Regions from separate parts of the Gossypium hirsutum genome. Here region 1 is linked to region 2. The links are chromatin contacts, called in public Hi-C maps. All regions are on one chromosome and are shown on one strand. Each heading gives the region's core, a stretch centred on a gene start, on an enhancer-like site or on the middle of the called end of the contact. The rest is flanking DNA. Distances are from core to core; before and after follow the strand shown. Region 1 holds the start of LOC107910441 (PH, RCC1 and FYVE domains-containing protein 1). Region 2 holds the start of LOC121214512.

Region 1 (5,968 bases), core at 630-3,129, 280 kb before region 2:
AGATAAACAAAAAAATTTATGAAAAGCCAAGCAAAATGTAAAACGGCTTTACTTGTTTAAACAAAACAGAGTCCTATAATAGCAAAATGTAAAAGCCATTCACTGCATACTTGATTCCATTTTCTGAGTGGCACGCCTATAAAATATAAAAGTCTAGTACCTACCAAGATAAAGCATGTAAGGCAGACAGTAAAATCATGTGTAACTTTAGTAATTCTCATAGTCAATATAATTACTACTTCCACATGATGAGAGCAAATGAACTTTAACTCAGGGTTTTCAATTAAGTCCCCCCTTAGTATTTGTGTACATTTCAACTTAACAATGTCTAACAAAGAACAAAAGAGTAACATTCACACATGAAAGGAATGCAACAGAAAGGTTTCAAAAGTAGGAACCAAACTTACATTAGAAAGTCTAAATGGACAAAACTTAGGCTTTCCCTTGCGACCATATTTCAGAAGCTGAGCACCCTTCTTCAAAGCTATTAATGCCTACAAAAGAAAATTTGCAGAAGGATAAAAACATCAAGAAAGTAATTTAATGATCAAGAAACCTAACATGTCACTTAAACCATAAACTGATAACTGTGAAACATCACACTGTACAATCAAGCACCCCTTATTGGGTTCCTGACTAATACACATTTATATGTCTAATGTTCATAAACATCACCCTATGTTAGCTAGGGTTAATATATAATCAATGTATTGTTTGCACAATGCATAATGGCAAGCACATCGGCATAGCTGTCAGATTTGGAAAACCCATGGGACTGCATGTCTTCAAGCCAGTCTTTAATTTCGCTGCCTAATAAAGCATGAAACTTCCAATTTTATTAACCAAAGTCGTCAACCATTTTTGCCCTCAAGTTTCTAATAACCAGGAAAAAACATAAAGTTCAATATTCTCAAACACAATTCTTCAGATTTTCCTAAATTAGCTACAAAAGAAGACATTCTTCCTAGCTTTGTAAAGCCTACTAAAATCTAGAAATAAGAAACAAAATACTACACAAAGAGATTCCATAAAAATAGCAGAAAAATCCAAAAATTTCCACCAAATTAGAAATTACCCCTCGTTTCTTCCCGTGATCAGAAAAATCGAGGGGAAATTTGAAAGTGAAATTGAGGAATAAATATAAGTATAAACAAAATCTTAAATTTAAAGTATAAAACAAGGGGGGGGGGGAACAGAGAGTAATGAAGAAAAGTAGAAAGGGAAAAGGGAAGACCTGGTCGATGTCACGTTGTGCATTACCGTAGCTAACAAGATCTGCCATTCCATGTGAGGAAATTACCAAAACGCCACCGCCCTCTACGATCGCTCTCGTGAGCTCCGTTCATCATCAGCAACTACCACCTCTCTTCCTTTCTCTTCACTTCTCTCCTCTTTCCCTCCGACGCTTACCATCCAAAAAACAAACACGTTTTAACTCTCCATTCCCAAACAGCTAACCAAAACCAAAAACAATTCCTTTAGCAGATCTAACGTGATCTCAGCTCCTTCAACACCAAAATCCTACCATCCGCCGTCTCCAATAACCACCAACGACTAAGTCCGCTCCTTAACTTTGACTGACGGCACAACCACTCAGAGGGTCAAAAAAGAAATGTCCCTGCCGCGGCGAACAGCGGAAAGTTCCGACAGAGAATAAGTTACCGGCGGGGGCAAAGAAAGAGAAAACCGGCAGGGAAAGCCTGGGGCTTTGTGTTGTTTTGGTTTGCTTTTTAAAAAATAAATTAAAAATAAATAAAAAATTTAAAGGGAAGAGTCAAAGATGGGAAAGGTAAGCAGCAAATCGCCTGAGCCGAGAGAGGTTGAAAAGAATTTAAGACATTTCCAATGCACTTCTTTTCTTTTCTTTTCTTCTCATTTCCTTGTTCTGTTTTTATTTATTTATTTTTTAATTAATTATTGATTACATTAATATTACGCTGAAATAATAAATGTTTATAAAATAAAATCATCTCCGTTATTATTAATTTATTTAGCTCTCAGATCAACAGTAAAATATTTAAAATTTAAATGAGACCTAAAACAAGTATCACCTAAACTTGGTGGAAAAATAAGCAATTAGTTTAAACAATACAAATTAAATGTGAAATTTATTGAAATAACAAAGTTCTGTTTACAAAAATAACCACATCTCATCATATATTTTTCTTATTTTTCTAAATAGATATATAAAAAGACAATAATACCTTGCTTTTTAAAATAAATGATTTTTTTAATAAGTTCACAATTAAGTTGGGACATGTTGGCGACACACATGATGATAAATAGTATAGATAAATGACAAACAAGTTAATTTTTTTTAAAGAGCTTATAACTATAAGTACTAAATTATATAGCACACTCATGATATACATAAAATTTTTATTGAACTTGATATAATAAAATTGAGATGTTAAACATAAGCATCATAATATTTTGAGTTTGATTCTCATCATGTGCAAATATTTTTCTAGATGTTATGCAAAAAGGTAAATTGCTCTAAAACTAATATCTAGGCTTTTAGTAACTTTATGCCTCAGTTGTGGCTTGATTAATGAGTGACACCAACTCAGTCAAAATCGTAAATATGGCATAGAATTGTAAGTACAAGCACAAAACAAATCACAAGCAATACATATTCCATCAACTAGAATTATAACCAGGTAAACACAACAAATTGAAAATTGAAATATATTCAAACCTAACTCAAAATAAATATGAACATATCCCACATAAGGTGACACTTAACCCCAAAATAATTAGGAGAGGATCCACACATGGCATTCCATATTATAGGACTCGAACTTGGATACTCGAATCTTAAACTTAAATCAATTATATTATCATATAATTATTAGTTATAACTCAAAATTAAAAAAGAAACTAAATCATATAAATGTTAATCAACTTAATAAAATTGTAATCATTATTCAAACTAAGTCTTGAAATAAGATTAATATTAATAATTTTACTTTTTATTCAATAAAAGATGCAAAAATATAATTTTTAGGAATCAATTAAAGGAATCTATTTTCACAATACTTCTTTAAAAATTTTGGTTATTTGTTTTTAAGTATAAATAAATTATTCTTTTTTTATATCATAGTACATAGAGCTGCTAATTTTCATATTTTCCCCTTTTAATTAATTTAATTTTTTATTTTGTTTGGCAGAAGTAAAAAGGGAAATTTGATTTGTGGCTTTAGTTTAGAGACTTTAACACTTTTAAAACAAATAAAGTACAATTGCAACTTGCAACTTGCAATCTTGCAGCCTTTTTAGATTTTGACACAAATTAATTAATTTTATCACTAATTTATTATATTTAAATAATATGTAACTAATATTACATCACTAAATGAATCTTTTCATTTTAATATTTTGATTTACATATATTTTTAATATTTTAATAGTTTTTTTATTTTTAAATATTAAAAAACAATCTGGCAACGCCAGAAAATATTCTTAATTTAGTTCTAAATTTGACTTTGAATTACCCATTTACTCAGTATTGTAATGGATTGAACAAATATTTAAACATCTTTTTTTTATCAAATCAAAACTTAAACATGTTCAAGACCGTATTTGGATGGATTATAAAATGTTGACAACCCCAAACGCAATGGAAGCTTCTATTTCGATAGTTTTAATGTGCGTACCAAACAAGGCCTTGCGCAAGGAACCTTGGGTACCAAAAAACCGAAAACGTCATACCATGTTTGGAGGTCGGGAGAGGGAAGCACCTAGTAGGGTGTTTTCCGTAATTTCGGGTATTGACTAGTAAATGACGTAAAAGCCCTTAGAATAGTAAATACGTGGCGGGCAAGGAGTGGAGGAGGTGTAAATGAAACTTTACGGCGGGGGAGCAGATTAGGTGAGTTTTTTGGTGGGGCGGGGGGGCGAGTGCGGGGGCGCGTGAGTGGGTCCGCGATTTGGGGGCGCTTTTGGGAAAATGAAGTGGACCGAGGAGAATGTAGGAGTAAGGTGAAACCATATGACCTGTGGTAGGATCTTTTTAGTGATCATGTGAGTAACATCAATTTTTTCTTTTATCTAAATAATAATTTCCACCTCAATTATCTTCATTTATATATTGATTGGGTATTGAATATAAATTCTTGTTTCTCTACCACGTATGACCAAAAACTATTTAATGGACACCAAATAGGAATTTAGGGTGTAAATTAGATTTAACTTACAAATTGGTATTTAAAATATATTTTTTCTCATTTTGATACTTGATTTTTTTTATCACCAATGATATCTAAATTATTTTTTCCTCATCAGTATATTCGTTAGTCAAACCGTTAAGTCTATTAAATAAAAGCTTAACTCATAAGTTGGTACCCTTTTTTCCCCAAGTCAATATCTCTCTTAGTTCAATAATTAGCTAAACCGTTAAGTTTATGTATTTAAAAAATAATCAATAAAAAATTGACATGTGACAAAAAAGATAAAAAGTATTGTTTTCTCATATATATATTCATTCTTTTTTCTTTCTTCAAAACCAGATTGATAGTCAAATCGGCCGAGTCTTAATTCTAGATATGGTCAGTTCGTTCACTTCGGTCAAATAGATTATTTAAAAGTTTATAAAAATATATTTAAAATTTTGAGAAAACCAATTTAACTGGTCTATATTGGTTTGTAGGTCAATCAATTCAGCCCCCATCTCCGAACCAGTACCTTAATCGGTTTCTAATCCAACTAGCCTGGTCTAATTATAAAAATATTGGTTTTGATCGATGAAATAACTTTTTGGATCCTGTCAGGTCAAGCAAACAAGTAGTGAAGTTCAAAAACAAAACTAATCGCTAGTGTATTGACCTCGATAGGGGGAATTTCGAGCATTATTGGTATTGTTAAACACTATAAAGGAAGTAGGAAGGGAAAATAGAAAAAAAATAGAGAGAGAAAATAAAATAATTTAAAATATTTTTTAAAACTTATATGATATGGCAGCTTATTATTTAGTTGAAACTTTTTTTAACATATATAACATTTTGTTGTAAAATAAGTAAGAATAATTTAGGCACTAATTTGTGGGTTAAGACTCTTTAAAATATATTTAATGGTTTGACTAACGAATATACCAACTTGGAAAAAAAGTAGTTTAGCTATCACTTATAACCCAAAAAAAGCTTAGGTACCAAGATGGGAAAAGGTGTATAAGCAAGCCTGTTCTTGACATTTTTGGGCCCTAGACAAAATAATAAAATGGAGTTTTAGGTTCTTTAAAAGTTAGAGAATTTTTTTTAGATTCCTTAAAAGTTGATAAAAAAAATTTTGGACCTTTAAAAGCTAAAAAAAAAACTTAGGCCCTTTAAAAGTTAGTACATTTTTTTTACTTTTAAAAGTTAAAAAAAATTGAGCCCATTAAAAACTAAAAAATAATATTTTGGACCCCTTTCAATCTTAGGCCCTTGGCGGCCGCACCTCCAAACGACTCCTAGGGCCAGGCCTGGGTATAAGTTATAATAAAGTTAAGAGTTAATTGCACCAAATATTCCTAAACTATGACCCTAATTCTTAATTGGTTTCTAAACTTTAAATTATTCTAAATAAACCCCCAAACTATCAAGGTTATATCAATTAGATCATCACGTTACTAAAATTGTTAATTCAACTGTTAAATGACATGCTAGATCTTATATAACATAATTTAAAATGAAAATTTTAAGAAAAAAATGAATATTGTAAAATGGATGTTTTAAAAACCTTAGTTTTGAGATTTTTGAAACTTTTACAGAAGTTTTATCGTTTACTCTTTTTTTTTGTTCAATTTTACTTAACTTTTAAATTTTACTTTTAAAAGTACAATGTTCTATTTCTTTAAAATTTTAATTTTAAATTTAGATACACAAGATTTGATATGTCATTTAATGGTTTTAATAATAAAAAGACTTCATTGATATAACATCGATAGTTTAGAGATCGATGTAATTAGAATATTTTAAAATTTGGGGACCAA
Region 2 (6,686 bases), core at 2,930-5,429:
ACATATGTGCATTGTCTTTTTTATGGGTGGCAAATTGTCGAGCTTTAGACATAATTTTTATGACTTCCAAAATGAGGGATAAGTATCATAAGAATTGTGGTGAAGGAAATAAGATCAGCATGCTAGTTTACTTGGTGGTTATCTTTGATCCACGATGTAAAATGAACTTTTTGGAATTTGGAGTCAATTTGCTTTTTTCTAATGTTGCTAATGACATTACAAAAATGATTGATAGAAAATTGCATTGCTTGTTCAATGAGTATTCTTCTAATGTCAGGAGAATTCAATTGTTTGAAGGTAAAAATCTAGTTCTTCGACAAATATTTTCAGTTCAATGGAAATTGATCAGTCAAAGATGAAAAAGGGCTTGGCCAAGTAAAAATACCTTAAGAAGAAGAAACAAGTTGGACTATAAAGTAAATCTGAGTTGGATAAGTATTTGGGTGACGAGGACAAACTAAATAATTCAAGTTCATTTGATTTATTATTGTGGTGAAAAATGAACAGTCCTAGATTCCCTATTCTTGCACAAATAGCTCGAGATATTCTTGTTATTCCTATCTCAACAGTTGCCTCAAAAATTGCATTTAACATGTGTGGACGTGTTCTCAATAATTTTAGAAGTTCTCTAACTCCTCTCATGGTTGAGGCTTTGGTTTGCACATAAGATTGGCTTCAGAAATCTAATGATCTCATCAATCTTAAAGACTATGTTAATGAACTTCAAACCATGGAAAATGGAAATATATTAATTTTGATTCATAAAATAAGTTTTAATGTTATCTATATTAGTAAGCATTCTCATAATTTAACTAACACTTTTGTTTTTAAATTTGCTAGACTTGTCCAAAATACCCGAAGATCAAGAAGATAATAATATACTTATCATTAGTTTATAAATTTAAATAGATGTTTCAATTTTACTTACGGTGTTTAAAGGAAAAGAAGAAGCTTACGCTATTCTATAACGGTTTTTGAACTGATGTGTTTTTGTTACTAGTTTATTGGGTTATTGTTGCTGGTTTATTAGACTTTTGTTGTGTTGTTTTTATTTTTTGTTTTGTTGTTTGGACTAATGTAGTTTTCTTTTGTATTTTGGACTTTTGCTTATATTTTCTATTATAATCTTGTTGTGTTGTTATTGTTGTTATTGTTGTTTACTTGGACTGTTTTTATTTGTTCACTTGTTTACTTCAATTTTTCTTTGTATGATCATGTTTAAAAACTTTAAAGAAAAATATTTTTAAGAAAGATTGCATAAAAATAAATAACACTAGAGTTATTTTTTAAATTTAACTTGAACAAATATATTCAATTCGATTCGAATCGAATCGAATTCTATTCCACTCGACTCGATTCGAAAAAATTTTAAATTAAGTTAGGATGATAAAATAATACTCTTCAACTCAATTCACTTGAACTTTTTTCATTTGACTCAGTTCCATTCGATCGAACACTCACCCCTAGACACATTAGTTAAGGCATTAATACTCCTTTTTCATATTATACAACAATTCACTTGATGACCTATTTAATGTCTTAACTGGCCTTTTTCTACACAAATTAATCATCATCATCATCATTAAAATTGTCATTTATCATATTTCAAGTCAATTATTGACTTAATACTTATCAAAGTGCATTAGTTCTCAATATTCACATTCTAGTCTAAGACTAGGGCATAATTATACTCGTCACTATTTTCATTTTGATTAAACTATTTTCTTCACTTATGAACATTAATGAGTAATCTCATCTTAACATTTAACCATTTAAACTCTAAGGATTATTAATTTTACTTCAAATAAAGTAAAGATGGTTCCTTGAGTACTTACCTTCCTTTGAAACAACAAAATCACCAATTTTCGTTATTCTCACTAGCCTAAAGTTTCACTACCCATATATCAATTTCTTTCATTCACAATACATATCACACATAATACCCAAAAAGCATATTCATGAAGAAATCATACCAAGCAACCTTAAATGTTCATATTAAAGATAGCAAAAATGCACTTTCTTACCTTATTCTTCACTTTCTTACCCTAACTCAAGCTTTCTCTAGCTCATGAAAACTCTTGCTTCCAATGATGAAGATGATGGTGGAATTAGGTTTACAAATGGGTTTTTTTTTTGTTGGATTTAAGAGAGAGAAGGAAGAAATGAGAATAGAAAATTTTCTCTTCTTCCACGAAGGGGGACAACACAAAGGGAGGAAAATATGAAAGTTTTCATCTTTTTTTCCTTTCTTTTATTCCTTTGATAGTCAAAATCAACACAAAATGTAAATGGATGACCCACAATTTTCCATGCTTTAAAATTTCTAATATCAATACAAAGATAAATTCTAAAACCATCATTAATATATTATTGAAAAGTCCCAAAATATCTTTTAATGGAGAATTTATACTTTTAGTCCCTTTCTCGTCTCACTTCACTTTATTAATACCAAATGTGACACTAACACATTAAAACTTCACATATCATCATAAAGGTCCATAATAATATTCAACCATACAAAAATTACATTTTTATCCTTTTTAGACCAAAATGGAATAGTTTGAATTTGGTCCTTGTACTTTTTATTTTATTCAATTTAGTTCAAACTTGTTTTTCTTGATACAAATACATTTCCCATGACATATTAATATCAATAAATCATTATCAATCTATAATTTCCCTAATTGGTCACTTTACACTTTAATCCTCATACTTTTTTAGTTTTTCAATTTAGTCATTTTTCCACCTTTTCACATACAAAATTTACTTCATTGATTTTCGACCATAAATCATTATAAATCCTTTAAAATTTCTCTTTATCAATCTTCTTTTTCAATTTTTTTCTTAGAATTTCACTAGTGTGTCCTAAAATAGTGCCTCTTTCTATATCGAAAAATTTGGATGATAGCTGCCACGATTGGCCCGTACATCAACTAGACATCAAGATACACGATGGTCTTCATGAAGAAGTCTATATGGAGCAACCACAATGAATTTGTTGTTCAAAGGGAGAACGGGAAAGTATGTTGTCTTTGCAAATCTTTGTATGGTTTGAAACAAAGCCCTCGAGCTTAGTTTGGTAAATTTAGTGAGGTAATCCAATAATTGGATTGAAGAAAAGTAATTGTTATCATTCGATGTTCTATAAGTAATCTGAGGTTAGTATAATCCTTTTAATCGTGTATGTTGGTGATATTGTCATTACTGGAAGCAATATTCCAGGCATTTCATCTTTGAAGTTTTCTTCTTCATATTCAGTTTCAAACTAAAGATTTGGAGTACTTGAAGTATCTCTTTGGGGTTGAGGTCACATGAAGTAAGAAAGGTGATGTCTGTCTTAGAGAAAATATGTTCTCTATCGGTAAAAATAACGAAAGCACACCAATAATGCCTCATCTACAACTCACATATATTGCTCACCCTGTGGGTGTTCTAAGCTAGTTCATTTCATCTCCAATTGTTAATCATTGGGAAATCTTGGAACAAATTGTATGTTATTTGATGGGAGGTCATAGACGGGGGCTATTGTATAGGAATCATCGACACACCAATATTGAATGTTTTGTTCTTATGCAAATTGGACAAGATCCAAAGTCAACAAAATATCCACTATGAGATAATACATTTTTATTAGAAGGAATTTAATTTCGTGGAAAAACAAGAAACAAAATGTAACGTACTAATCTAGTGCAAAATCGAAATATAAAGTCATGGCACAATTTGTGAGTGAAATAATATGGGTATACAACTATAGAATGAAGTTGGTTTTAAAAATTATTACCAACAAAAATATGCCTTGATAATTAAGTTGCTCTTTATATTATCTCTAATATTGAATTTTACAATTTTTGAGATATATGGTCATTTCATCCATCGTGAAAAGATTCAACAAAAAATTCCTCCACAATATGTGTGAAATTTGGAAATCAACCATGAGATCTTTTCATAAAAACTCTTTATGGAGTTCAAGTGTATTATATTTATAACATTTACACTCTAACTTGAGGGAGATAATGAAATATAGCTTATACGTAAAAATCTTTAAAATTTATAGATTGAATTGTAGAAGTAATTGTATGGTTTAGATATTTTCTTTCTATTTTCTAGCTTTTCTAACGTGTATCCTTCGAGTGGAATAATATATAAGCAATTACTTTATTCGTTTGTCCCGCCTACATTTTTCATTATTTTCGTAAATATTAACAAAGTCGATTTACGAAGTATAACATAGCAAAGTTACCAACTGTATCCTTAAATATCTCAAAGGAACGCTATATCAAGGGCTACTGTTCTAGCCATGCAAAAATTTAAGTTTTGGTAGGCTACTCATATTGAGGCAATTGAAACAGTTTATGCTGAATATTGACTGTTCCTAACCATTGGCTGAAGCTCCAAGAAGCAAGTGGTTGTATCTCAGTCTTCAGCAAAAGCTGAATATTGACGCTAGGCAAACACTGTGTGATGATGAGGATCATGTTACAGCTATGTAAGATGGGTATCAACTTGCCACATGTACCTACATATGGTGTGCTACCACCAATGCTGTGACCCACGCTGCAAATCTTGTCTAGCATGCTCTAATGAAGCATTGTAGCTTTGTTCGTGAAAAGGTAGTGGAAGGAATGATTGAAGTCAACTATGTGCTAGCAATTGATAAAATTGCTAATGAACCCTAGTATGCTCACAAGGACACCAAAAGAGGGCAAGCAGTGACCTAATATGGGCAATTTCGTTTTCAAACCATTCAGTGAAGCTGTAGAAACAATAAAAGTGGCAACACCCAATGGCGGAATCATGGAGCTACCACCACCCATCACCGCCATGTGCATAACCAAAAAGTTCCCAGACATGGCCATTTACCACACCCTACTAACTACCTCACAACAAAAGGCAGCCACTACTTCAAAACAAAAAGCTCCGCGTAGGCTAGCTCTACTAACTACCTACCCCTCAACAACAACGATCTCGTATCTACTTCTTCGTCTCCATATCGAATGTTGAAGAGAACCGACACGGATGAGTCAGCAACACCCAGAGTGTGAAAGGTGAAGTTGGTGATAAGTCCAGACAAGTTGGCGGAAACCATGGCACAGGAAGCTCAAACGGAGGCATTGATAGAGTGCGAGGACGATTCAGAGTGCGAGGACGATTCTAAGTGTGGGAATGGGGTGCCTAATTCTGATCAATGGTGTGTTTCTTGAGGCGGGAAAGGATCATTGAGAAATTATGCTCAAGATAGATAGTGTCGTTATTATTGTACAAATTAAAGAGATGAAATTTTTATGTTTAAATTAATTTTGGGTATTTATTTTAGATTTGTGGAATTAACTATCCACTGCTATAGTTTTGATCTGTCTTGGAAATCAAGGATGCCTTGGTTAACCATTGCCATAAATCAAATGATTCATGGATGGCAAGTTCAAATGGCAACATGAGTTTCTCTTCCCTAATTATTTCAGGTTCATAGCTAATCCTGCCAAGAATATCGGTTCCAAAATTTGTATCAGTGTTCTTTCCTTGGAAGTGTAATGTGACTTATATTACAATTAATTATGTAACTACTCAAAGAATAGAACTTAAATACAATGTCCTAACTACGAGAAAAAAAAAAGTAAACTACTGGGGAAAAAATAGTGGAGAAAAAATTTATCCATTAAAGAATCAAGTTTTTCTTTTAATGCAAAATAACAACAAATAAATGAAAGTACTTTAAGAACGGTGATATAATAGCCAGAAGAAAACTATCACCTAGCGAGGAAATTTCGTATCATATTTGCATTTAAGCATATTTTTTTTCTTTCTACACCATGTTCAAGTAAGAGAGTGTTATTACAAAAACAAAACAGACAACCAAAAAAGAATTGCGAATCAGCATTTTGTTTAGGGTGTCCCTTCCGTGTGTAGTTATACTTACTATGTGATGAAAAGATATATTAAAATGTGTCAATCAGCTTACTTACATAACAAAAATCTTCAGTTCCCATTTACTGCTTCTGTTGTTTCCTGTAATTTTACACTTTATTACATGCAAAGAAATCACTCTTCAAAGAAAGTAAAAGTTAACTTAATTGTGAAGATTGTATACCTTAACTTCCTCAAAAAGTGTCTCAAGCTCAGTTGTTATCTCCGAGAAGGACGGTCGCTTGTCAGGAGCTGCTTCCCAACATCTCTGCATCAAATCTAAGAGTTTTGGATGTGCATTCTCAGGTAGTTCCGGACGCAGGCCCTGAAAGAGAACAAAAAAGACATAAGAAAAGCTTTTGCCCCCATGTTAACAGCCCCAGATTTATTAACATAACAGATTGAAGCTCCCTTTGGGTGTGTATTAAGCAGGCTTCAAAGCGCCCAAAGGGAGTAGGAGACTCAGAAGATAAGTACATTTCAGGGCAGATAGCATGCTAGAAAAATGGAACTCAAGAACATATTGCGAAAGCTATAAAGTATCTGATGGACATTCAAACTGCACATATTCCTTACTAAATGAAAGGGAAGCCACCTTAACATCATGCTCAAAATTGGACAAAAAAAATCCATAAAACATTACAAAGACAATAGCTTCAATCCAATGCATGATGTAGTAATAATACGAGCAAAAAAGGAAACTAAAGTCAATAAAAGATCTCAGATACTGAAAAAATTCTTAAGCTTGATATGAAATTATGGTACGGGTGAGGTTATTGTTTAAT

What was found. Hi-C and Micro-C count contacts between places; a contact is called where the count stands out from the background.
Region 1: a contact with region 2 is called in a Hi-C map of hypocotyl, with 2.4 times the contacts expected there. The contact joins the promoter of LOC107910441 here to the promoter of LOC121214512 in region 2. A contact is called at or near these places in 2 of 34 Hi-C or Micro-C datasets (hypocotyl and leaf).

The regions. Positions count from the first base shown.
Region 1 is chrD02:10,651,778-10,657,745 of Gossypium_hirsutum_v2.1, reverse strand. LOC107910441 (PH, RCC1 and FYVE domains-containing protein 1) reads right to left here and starts at 1,879. Exons shown (of 9, transcript XM_016838278.2): 1 at 1,235-1,879; 2 at 408-494. The coding sequence starts at 1,282.
Region 2 is chrD02:10,373,689-10,380,374 of Gossypium_hirsutum_v2.1, reverse strand. It overlaps LOC121214512, which reads left to right and starts at 4,179. Exons shown (of 2, transcript XM_041088282.1): 1 at 4,179-4,998; 2 at 5,046-5,803. The coding sequence starts at 4,720. The coding sequence ends at 5,201. It overlaps LOC107910450 (serine/threonine-protein kinase STY46), which reads right to left. Exons shown (of 16, transcript XM_016838284.2): 15 at 6,086-6,226; 16 at 5,750-6,003. The coding sequence ends at 5,974. It overlaps LOC107910449 (a long non-coding RNA gene), which reads left to right. Exons shown (of 2, transcript XR_001687646.2): 2 at 1-239.